Regions from separate parts of the Mus musculus genome. Here region 1 is linked to region 2. The links are chromatin contacts, called in public HiChIP or PLAC-seq maps. All regions are on one chromosome and are shown on one strand. Each heading gives the region's core, a stretch centred on a gene start, on an enhancer-like site or on the middle of the called end of the contact. The rest is flanking DNA. Distances are from core to core; before and after follow the strand shown. Region 1 has its middle 26 kb from the start of 4930471E19Rik. Region 2 has its middle 4.3 kb from the start of Gm34952.

What was found. HiChIP or PLAC-seq counts read pairs in DNA pulled down with a chosen protein or histone mark.
Region 1: a contact with region 2 is called in an H3K4me3 HiChIP or PLAC-seq map of embryonic stem cells, with 33 read pairs. The contact joins two enhancer-like sites. A contact is called at or near these places in 3 of 115 datasets of contacts at active chromatin or transcription factors (embryonic stem cells and stem cell-derived neural progenitor cells).

Annotation. Positions count from the first base shown.
Region 1 is chr10:120,659,049-120,664,629 of GRCm38.p6, reverse strand. No RefSeq gene overlaps it. Among named protein-coding and RNA genes, the nearest start is that of 4930471E19Rik, 26 kb to the right of the region's middle. Within about 2 kb of position 3,664, at least 13 of the 459 cell types and tissues checked have an H3K27ac peak or open chromatin away from gene starts, as enhancers often do. A contact at or near this core is called in embryonic stem cells, where this site is marked.
Region 2 is chr10:120,521,464-120,526,846 of GRCm38.p6, reverse strand. No RefSeq gene overlaps it. Among named protein-coding and RNA genes, the nearest start is that of Gm34952, 4.3 kb to the left of the region's middle. Within about 2 kb of position 3,681, at least 22 of the 459 cell types and tissues checked have an H3K27ac peak or open chromatin away from gene starts, as enhancers often do. A contact at or near this core is called in embryonic stem cells, where this site is marked.

The sequences.
Region 1 (5,581 bases), core at 2,415-4,914, 140 kb before region 2:
GGGTCCTGTTGCAGTTTCTATTATCACGAGGGGAATAGGGGAGGAGAGAAGGCAGAAGCTGAGGTCTTCCCACATCTATGCACACACGGCGCAAGCGGCAAGCACAATTGACACAGCATAACACAGTTGCTCTACTGAGAGTCAAGGAGAGTGGGTTTTGTCTGTGGGGATGCCAGTCTAAGAGTTCTCTGTGCACATAGGAGACCATGGCTGGTTTTCAGAAAGTTCAGAAGGGAAGGAAGAAGCATTTGCAGTGACTCTCAACCTTCTTAAAGCTGTGATATTTCCTCATGCTGTGGTGACCCCGGACCATTAAACTAGTTTGTTGCTACTTCGTAACTGTAATGTTGCTACTGTTACGAATTGCAATGTAAGTATCTGAGAGGCAGGATATCTGAGATGTGACCCCCACCCCCCCAAGGGGTCACCATGGACCCCATGCCCCACAGGTTGAGAACCACTGCATTAGAGCATAAGTTGTTTGTTAATTTGTATATTCCAGATTTTCAATAAATGTGTGTTTGTTCCTCAGGAACAAGGGTTTAACAGGACCTGGATTTGTGTTTAAATTTATTCATCTTTATGACGGCCTATGGTGTTCAAGAGCTGGGAAGATGAGGGTCTTGCCTGGTGGGGATGGTAGCCCACAAATGGCTTACTCTCCGCATCGACCCTTCACTGTGATCTATGGGATCAGTATTATTATCATCATCGCATTTTACAATGAAGAAAACTGCGGCCCAGTGAGAATAATCAACCTGCCGTGGTCACGCTGACAGTAAGCCCTGAGGCCTGTGTTTGAACCTGGTAATCTGAGCACAGGCAATAAACTCATAATTCCTCTTTTACACTCTGTCCTAGCGTGGCTCTGGCTGACTTTTCTGCCTCTTGCCATCGTCATCCATCATTCCTCCCTGATTCCATCTGAGGTGAGGTGAGGCCTTTTGATACGTGGCTATTGCCTGGAGTGGAAGCCAGATCCAAGGCCCTGCCTTCAGGTTCCCTTCAGCTTCCACCACTGCCTCGAGGGAAGTGCATTCCCACAGAGAGGCTGTCAGATTGGGGGAAAATTATGACAGAAGTCTCCCAAAAGGCCTCGGAGACTCGGATCTTATCTCATTCTGCAAGCCAAAGGCCACTGTCTTAAATCAAAGACGGATACAAAGCGCCTCTCTATCGCGTGCTCTCTTGACAGTCTCTCCTCTGTACAACAGGACAGGCACTCTCCGGGTCCCTTGAAAGAATTTGAAAGCAGTCTTGAACTTTGGCTTGGAGATTGTCCTTTGAAATGATTTTGCCTCCCTGGACATATTAGCTGATGGTTTCTTTCTTTTTTTAACTTCAACCTGGCAGAAGTTATTGTCTCCCATAAAACTTTACCTTCTCTCCTCTAGGCCATCACATAAGCCTTTCCTCTTGAGTATCCGTACCCCTACTCAAGCCATATCCATTACTCTGTCAACCCGTCATGCAAGTTAATCTGCTAGTGAGAATTTAAGTGCTCTCCCAGGGTAGAATAAGACATAGAGGATCTTGGATGCTGAAGTCTGTTGGTCTAGGTTCAAATCCCACTCCTTCCTTTAACTAGCTGCATCATAGCAGGCAAAGGTTTTAACTTGTCTCAGACACTGTCTCCTTGCCTAGAAGATGAATGCCTTATTAACGGGAGACCACTTGTTCTGAGGACTGAATCAGGAGACACGTAACCAAGTTCAGTGTTAGTCACCATTATCACAAATCTCTTAGAGTATAGATGATCAGATATGTGTAGAAAACGGGCACAGAGAGATGTTCAACACGGTTTTTTGATAAGAGTAAAAAAGCTAGAAGTTGTTAGACCCAACCAGCGCCAACTATGTAAGCCATTCATACTAATATTGCAAAATAGCTAGATTATATTGTGAGTCTTATAAAAACAAGCCATCAAACCTGCTGAGTGATACTTAGCAGGGGAATGGCTTGCGCAGAAAAGTTGTTAGAGTTCATCTATAAGAACAATAGATGGGAATCGTCTGAATGGCTCGGAAGTTTGTGGCCTGTGGATGGGAGTTGGGATTAGGAGTGATTTTAATTTTGTTTTGTGTTTCTCTGCCTTCACTATAGTTTCTGATTTTTGTAATTAGGAAAATTATAGTCTGCTGAAAAATGCTGTAGAAAGAGTTTTTCCTTCTCAGACAGTCTCCTCCTGGCTCCAATTAATTCAGATTTCCGACTCACCCACCCATTCTGCCTTCCCGATTGCCCATAGATTTATGTGCCCTGTGCACAGCACAGCTGCAGTTGGTTTTGAAGAGTTGACATCGTCTGTGGTGGGTGTTTAGACATCTTTGTGTGGGCTTGCTCTCATTAGACTGCATTTCCATGAGAGTATCTCCCTAGGTTTTTTGGGTTTTTTCTCTTTTTTTTTTTCCCCTTAAATTGTTCACAGTGACTTAGAAGATCTTTGTCCTAACTGTTCAGGAACAAAGGTCAGTGTAAGACCTCACACCAATCACTTCCTAGTGAGCATTAGCATCTACTGGGGGTGGGGGGCACGCCTCAAATGGTAGGTAGGTGTGAAGGGACTTAGAGACCATTTGGGAATTTTGTCTTGTCTTTAACACAAAACTGTATGTTTGTATGGGTCTTTTATTTCCTCATGGGACTCAGAAATACCACTTTCCTGAGGCCTCTTGCATTGAGAAGGGGTTTTATAGCTCTTCGAACCAATGAAATGGGAACATACACACTTGTAGCATTAAATAATTTCATGGATGGGGTCGTCCATGAATTCTTTTTTCCCCTGGTTTCTACTGTCTTCCTAGCCCTAAGTTGACTGGAAGCAACAATACAGTAGACTCAAAATATGAGGTAAACCAAGATCTCTGAGTTTCTATTTAGATGGAAATCACCCGAGAGGATTATCTAGAGAGCAACATCTGAGATGGAGGATGGACTTGGGAGAAGCGAACCATTTACTCCATAGATCATTGAAATGTGAGGGTTGATTGTGAAGTAATCTGATCCCAACCCAAAGCAGAAAGCTGTAGATACGCCACCATAATAGGATTCTGGGTACCATTTCCTAAGCACATAGAACACATAAAGGAGTAAGTATGAGATGTTAATACACAGTTTGAAATTTGCCTAACTCTTTACCCTCACATCTTTTGGGTTTTTTTTGTTTTGTTTTGTTTTTTGTTTTTTGTTTTTCGAGACAGGGTTTCTCTGTGTAGCCCTGGCTGTCCTGGAACTCACTTTGTAGACCAGGCTGACCTCAAACTCAGAAATCCACCTGCCTCAGCCTCCCGAGTGCTGGGATTAAAGGCATGCACCACCACACCCGGCTTACCCTCACATCTTTTGCTGTCTTTCATTACTCGGTCCTGTTAGGAGCTTTGACTGACGAATAGTGATAAATTCATTTTTTTGTTCTGTTATATAAGAAATTTAAATGCAGAGTAGTTACCTCGTTTACCCTAGTCTAGAACCACAGACTTGTGGCTGTGCATCCTGGTCACTGCACCCTCGCACCTCCTTAGTTCCGGTTGTTTACATCCAATTAGGCCATTTTCCGCTAATGCTGCAACAGCAACAGTCTCAACGCTTTAAACCAGAGTCAGAGGGAACTTTCAGGGTAGGACAGAAACTCACCTGTCTTCCAGCTGATCCCAAGCAAGAGCGGGGCACATTTAGTGCAGCTGAAAGAAAGGAAATGTAAATAAGGATGGGCGATGGGTGGGGGCGGAGGTGTGGTGGGGGTGGGGTGGGGGAGGCGTACCAGGCAGCATCTTTTGAACCAACTGACATATTCAGCTTGGAGCGTTTGTGACCACAGGGGGCTGTTGAGGCAGACTGGACTTAGATCTGCAGATGGATTAGACATTTATGAGCGTGACTGGCATGTAAATTTATGTGAACTAGCACAAAAAAGACACAGGAAATAGAGTCTCAAGTTCCAGGATGTAAATTGATCACATGTGGAGGGAGGGGCCAAAAGGAATTCCCACCTCACTCCCAGCGTGGGCGATTACACAATGGCCAGGTGCAGCAGGCTGGACTTGCCCTCCTTGTTTTCCTTTTCTTTGGAGTCTCTAATTCTGCCTAAACAAGAAGTGTGGTATTAGGCCATACCGAGACCTGGTCCTGCCGGGCAACTCCTATTGAAAACCAAGATAACACAAATATTTTCAGTTCTTCAACTTTGTGGATGATCTCTCTGCTCTTTTATGAAGGGAAGATCACTTTGTGAGAGTTGAGAATATTTGCAATCCTAGCGTGAAAAGAATTAAAACTTCCCAACCTACACACTGTTCAACCAAATAAAAAGAATTGGAGAGTTTCCACAAAGTAAGGTAAGCTCCTCTTAATTAGTGGAGACTCTTGAGCTACACTGAATCCAATCTAGAAGGACCGGTTGTTTGAAACAAAGCAAAACATCCCCACGCCTCACATTTTAAGCAAGAAAATAAAATGTGCTTTTATGCTGCAGACTTTTGGGCTGGCATGATGATTGAGCATCCTGGCGGAGAGGATGGCAGATTTTATGGGCTGGGTGGGTTCTCACCCTCCATCTTTCCATGGGAAAATTTGTGAAAATATTCAACTCTAATGGTTCGGTGAAAAACATTCGGGCTCCCGGGAATCAAGGAGAGCTAAGTTTTATTGAGGGAGTCCCATCTGGGACCAGAGGAATTAAGAAACAGAACCATGGGAGACAGACAGCAAGAAAGAATAGCAAAACCAGCTTCATGGTACAGCGAGCTCCTCTTTCAGCTCATTAGTAATGTTAGGAATTTCTGCAGTCCAGAGAGCAGAGAGTCAATCAGATCAGAGGTTGGGGTCTGTTCCCTTCGTTCCTCTTTATTTCTTTTCTTCCCCCCCCCCCCCCTCTCTCTCTCTCTCTCTCTCCTTTTTTTCTTTCACTGTAGGACTCCAATGGACTCCCATCCCCAAAGAACCCTATATATAATTTGCTTTGGGGCAGTTTTCCTCTGGTACCTCAAAATGATTCTGAACTGTTGGCAACAACAGACATTGATGTTCATCCAGGTTCATTCTCTAAGCCTTTCTTCCCCAGCATAACTGCTTCCCATGATAAAAACCCAAACTTCCAAATTTGAGGTCATTTTTTTCCGAGTTCTCTTGCCCCTGGCATTGGCTACATGACACAGTTCTGCCCATCTCTCACTTGGGCATTCTAAGACATACTTTCTCTTTTGGGATAAAAAGAGACAGATTTAGGGAGAGAAATTTTTTTCTCTCAAATTCCTACTGCTCTATTTATTCCTGACTTGCAGGTTGCAGTTGCAGGTGAATGTGATGCTTAGTGTTGTAATAGTCAATTGTAACCAAGAGATAATGAGGCTAAAGGGCAGGGTCAGTGTGAAAGGGTTGACCAGATGGACAGACAGAAAAGCCTTGAGCTAGTATCATTATCACTGACTGTGGGTTGCAGTCTTAGAACTGTGTACCTCCTGATTTCTTGTGAAGTTAACACAGGTATTCCAACACACTCCAATGTCTTCTAACATTTAACTTGTGACAAGACGGGGAAGTACTTTTGGTGACGTACTTGTGTGTGTGTGTGTGTGTGTGTGTG
Region 2 (5,383 bases), core at 2,432-4,931:
CTAAGCCTGTGCCATTTTGTAGAGTTAGGTTTTTACAGCTTAGCAAGAGAGTGTCTAATTTGATTAGGACTGAGTTATCTCAGCCTATAAGAGTGTTCTTGGCTTGGTGTCATCCTCCAGAGCTTTAGCTGAGATGCCAGCTACTCAGCTACTGAGCTCTCTCTGACTCTCTCTGGGCTGTTGGTGTGAGGAGGTCGTCAGACTCGGCTCCAGCCACTTTCTGCTATTGATGTAGCTTTAGAGATTCTGTTTTTTCACTTTAGAACATTGAGCAAGATCTTCGAAACTTTTTTGTTTTGTTAATTCAACTGCCAGACAGATGTCATTTTTTTTTACTACAACAGCAACAACAACAACCACCACCACAACAACAACCACCACAACAACACAAGAAGGAAACCAGTCCCCCGCTGGAGATGGCACCCACACATGTGTACATACCCACACACAATCACAACACGCTCTCTCTCCTTCTCTCCCTCCTCTCCCTCTTCCCCTCCCTCTCTCTCACACACACACAATTAAAAATTTAAAAATACGAACAGCATGTCATTAAACTTTCAAAGAATTTTAAAGAAGGAAACCAGTTCTCTTAACGCCCTTTCTTCCAAAGTCCTGTCAGTCACGTTGCCCCGCTGCCTCCTTGGGCCCGCACTTGAGTAGGTTTTCAGACAACGCATGAAGCCGAAACCAAAGAAAACCAGGTGGAAACTTGAACCGTGATTGCGTGGCACCATGTTTGTCCAGGCAGTGACTGCATCTCCTGGCCTCCATGGCGACCTACGGAGTCAGCTTTCCCAACCATGGTATGTATCATTTCTCAGTTTAGGAATTGTAAGTAGGCTTACCACCCCCTGAGGAGTGGGAAGATGGACTCAGAAAACTCGAAAAGCAGAATCGTGGTGCCATTGACCTTGCTTCTTCTGATTTTGAGATTTTTGAAATATGTAAACAATGATGTTTCCTAGTGTGGTCTGTATAAACTAGCAGCAAGTCTCAGAGAAGTTGATCGTCATCCCTAACTTCACTGTGTGTGCACTCTCCTCCCCACTCACAAAATACTCTTAGGAGTCCTTTTCTCTCACTTTAGGAATCCTGGCCCATTGCAACCTGGAAAATCAGAACTCTCTGTTGAGGGTAAAGGGCCCAGCGTTCTCCCGGAGGGAAATGGAAATTCTTTGCATTCCTTTTTCATGAATTACTCTCTCTCTCTCTCTCTCTCTCTCTCTCTCCCTCCCTCTGCCCCTCCCCCTCCCCGGTAGCTCTCAGGTAGGATAGCTCCTCACAAGCTTAGATCCCAATTATGCATTTGGCGACTTCTTCACTGTGTACATTTGCTACAGCAGAGATCTTTAGCAGCCTGGGCTTGCTTACCCGCTAAATGGGATCACTGACCCCTACTGAGCGGGACTGTTTGGGCCGAGGACAGTACAGGTGACCCTGGAGGGTGTAGCGAAGTCAGTTGAGCTGGTCATTTTATTTTTATATTATTATCATTCCTCTGTTTTACTGCTAATGCGTGAGTAATTAATGCGTGAGGACTGTGGTGGCTTATTGCTTTATAGGAAGTAGATCATGGAGACCCAGGGATCTACCCTGCTACGCTGCAGTTAGCTGTGCTGAGGCAAGGTGCTTCCTGTCCAGATGTTAGTGAAGGATCCTGGCAGAATGTAAAAGGACACAGAAGCCCTGAAATTGGCAAGATAGACGTCAGTGTTAGCAGAACTAGCTTCACTGATTTAGAAAAATAGAGGTGCACAATGCTCTGGCCACTCCTTGAACCAATGTCTGCCAATGTTTTGACCATTCCTTGAACCCATGTGTGTCCCCACTGATGAAGCCCATTGCCAGGTGTTTGTGATATTGGTTGCTGAGAAAGAGTCAGAAAATCTCCCCAGCGACCACAGCCCAGCCAATCCTGAGTTGCTACACCTGCACCAGACTCTTTCCTTGTACCCCTCCCATACCCATTTCTTGAGAATAGACATTGTTTAGATCTGGAAATCCCCTACTCTCCCCCTTCTCCTTTCCCCCCTGAGGGCCTATAAAAACTGGGACCTCTTTCCCCTCGAGGTCGACTCCTCTACCCCCTGTGTGGGATATGAGTCGTCCCCAGAGCTCTGGCTTTCCCCGAATAAAGCCTCATGTGGTTTGCAACAAGCTCGGTCTGTCGTGAGTTCTTGGGTGTCCGCTATTGTCCTGAGGCCTGAGCGAGGGGCTCCTTTCAGAGTCTTTCATTAGCACTGTAAAGTCTCCCAGGGAACTCTGTGTAGAACTCCAAGATTCTCTCTGTGTACCATGCATATAGTGCTTACACCCTGTGGGATCCACTGTAAGTGACACTTGGAAATGGAATGGGATAATTGCTCCTGGGGTGGCAATACCGTAGCTTATACTCTCCAGAAGTCAAGAAATGAATGCTCCATCGCTGACTTTGTTGGAGAAATTAGCTGCCAACACAGGCCCAGATCCTCAAGTTTGGTGTCTTATTTAGGGTTTCGATTGCTGGCATAAAACATCATGACCAAAAAGGAAGTTGGGGAGGAAAGTTTATTCAACTTACACGTCCATATTGCTGTTTGTCATCGGAGGAAGTCAGGACAGAAACTCAAACGGGGTAGGAACCTGGAGGCAAGAGCAGATGCAGAGGCCATGGAGGAGTGCTGCTTACTGGATTGCTTCCCTGGTTTGCTAAACCTGCTTTCTCATAGAACTCAGGACCACCAGCCCAGGGATGGCTCCACCCACAGTGGACTGGGCTCTTCCCCATCAATCACTAGTTAAGAAAATGCCTCACAGCTGGGTCTCATGGCAGCATCTTCTCAATTGAGGTTCCCTCCTTTCAGATAACTTTAGCTGGTGTGTCAAAGTTGACATAAGACTAGCCAGCAAAGTTGACACTGGGTGCCAACAATGAGCCCCGACCAACAGGCCGCAAGAACAATTGGTCTTAGCCGGGCGTGGTGGCGCACACCTTTAATCCCAGCAATCGGGAGGCAGAGGCAGGTGGATTTCTGAGTTCGAGGCCAGCCTGGTCTACAAAGTGAGTTCCAGGACAGTCAGGGCTATACAGAGAAACCCTGTCTCGAAAAACAAACAAAGAACATTTGGTCTTGTGCTGTCTATTCACTGGATTCAAAGGTGAGGCTGCACGAGAGCTGGGCTTCAGAGGATAGTAGCACAGCCAACGCCCTTTCTCCAGCCTGGTGAGAGGGAAGTCGCTCAGGGATGTCTGACCTGCAGAACTTGTAATGTGGTACATAGGTGTTGCTAACCTGGATTGTGGGATTTTGTCACGTTCCAATAGAAGACTAACTCTCGCTATAAATCTCCAACCCAAGTAGGCCTGTGCAAAGAGAACACAACTCAGTTAATATGAATACAAGCTGCACGCCAAGATTAGGCAGATCTACCGCTACATTACCATCTTCCACATCTATGAGACCCCTTAGAACTTGCGGTTTCTCCAGGCCATGTGCTTCTGCTCCACTTCCCTTCCACCTCCCTCTCTCTCCTCCCCCTCCTCCTTCTCTCCCTTTCAGCTCCACCTTCCCTTCTCCTGCCCAATCACAGTTTTAGCCTTTATTTTACAAATTAAGGTGGGGGCACAGAGAAGAGTCACAGGACTTCACACATGTACTGACTCAAGCCTTGTTCTATGCCCCTCCCAGGAGAGCTGAATTAGCATCAAAATACAAGCAGCCCCAGGGCTGTCTCAACTACTAACTTCTATTGCTACAGAACCTTCTAGGTTCTGTAAGACCCAAGGTCAGGGAGTAAGAAATCCCACTTCTCCTTTTCTTCCCGAAGTTGTTTTCACAAGGATCTTAGTAGCCCAGACTGGTCTAAAATTTGCAACCTGCCCGTCTCAGCCTCCTGACTGTGGAGATGGGTATACAGCAGACCTGGGGCAGATCCAGGGGCTTTATCCTGTTCCATCAGGTTTGAACTTAGTACTGTAGAAAACTCATTTGTAAAGAGGAACCAACGGTACTCAGATAAGAGTTTCCTCCTGGGGTTTAGAACTACCAGAGGAGACACACCTTTTGCCTGCAGTGTTGGAGTTCAGATCCAGGGGCTTTATACCCAGGGACAGGGTTTCTCTGTGTAGCCCTGGCTGTCCTGGAACTCTGGTCTGCAGACCGGGCTGGCCTTGAACTCAGAAATCCGCCTGCCTCTGCCTCCCAAGTGCTGGGATTAAAGGCGTGAGCCACCACTGCCCGACTAGCACCTGAAACTTTAACTTGGGATTCAGAACAGTGGGGATTTCAGAGTAGGATTAACTAGTATTAACCATTAACTGTGTTTAGTAACTAGCACAGTACATCTGAGACATAAGCAGAGAGAGTGCTGGCTATATGTAGAGCGGCCGTGCCTATTATACAGGAACACTTTCTATAGTGCAGATGGTGACCACACTTCAGGTTCGAATAAAGATGTGTGACAACCTAGGACAGGGTCAGGCATGAGGGAAGTCAAACTTACAGAGAGGCTGTCTCCACTCAACACCTCCTCTGTCCCTTTAGCATTTGCCTTGGTGTCCCATTTCTTTAAGTGCTCATATTTCCACAGACCCCTCTAGCATCTGCAGAAGATGCTCCACTTACAGGGGGTCTGAGAGCTCCTTGCACCGCCCTCATTTCTGAGAAACAATGATACCACTAGGTTTTCCCTACATCCCTCCGGAGAAACAAAAATGGAGAAATCCTGGGCTGCTCAAGGGTATACCACCCATTGAGAAGGGAAAGGCAATTCTTTGTTTCTTTTTGTTTCTTTGTTTCTTTTACACAGTCACTCACATTTATTCAAGATGACGGTACAAATGCAAATTTTGACCTCCGAGTTCCACCTTCTTTCCTGTAGATTATTTTACTTTCTCCTATATTTCCTTTTGTATTATTTCTCCCGCCCAGTGCATCCCGGACTGTCCCAGTTGCTTTAGTGGCCTAATTGTGCAGTGGCATATTTAAAAGTCATTATTCTCATCGTCCATTAAATGTAGTCCAGAGCCTTTTAAAAGATTGGGTGAGGCATTTTTGTGAAAGCATTTATGATGTGGGCTGCCAAGGAATCAATCAATCTGCAGCTGTGGGAACTTCCTTCTCTAATCTCTGCCTTGCAATTGAAAACGTATTAAGGGTGGATACCTGTGAAGAGGAACCAACTTGGTGTCCCAGGAGCTGCAAGCACCAGAGAGGGGGAGACATTTGGGCTGGACATCCTGCGTCTATTAATCTTGGGAAGCATCCTTTCTAGATGGACTTGACCTAGCTCACCTTGCTTACACACACTGTTCCTTACAGCTCTGAAGAGAGGATCCTTAGCATCACCGAGACAGTAAATGTTTAAGAGCAATCTTGGGAGTCTGAGAGCCTGTTGTGTT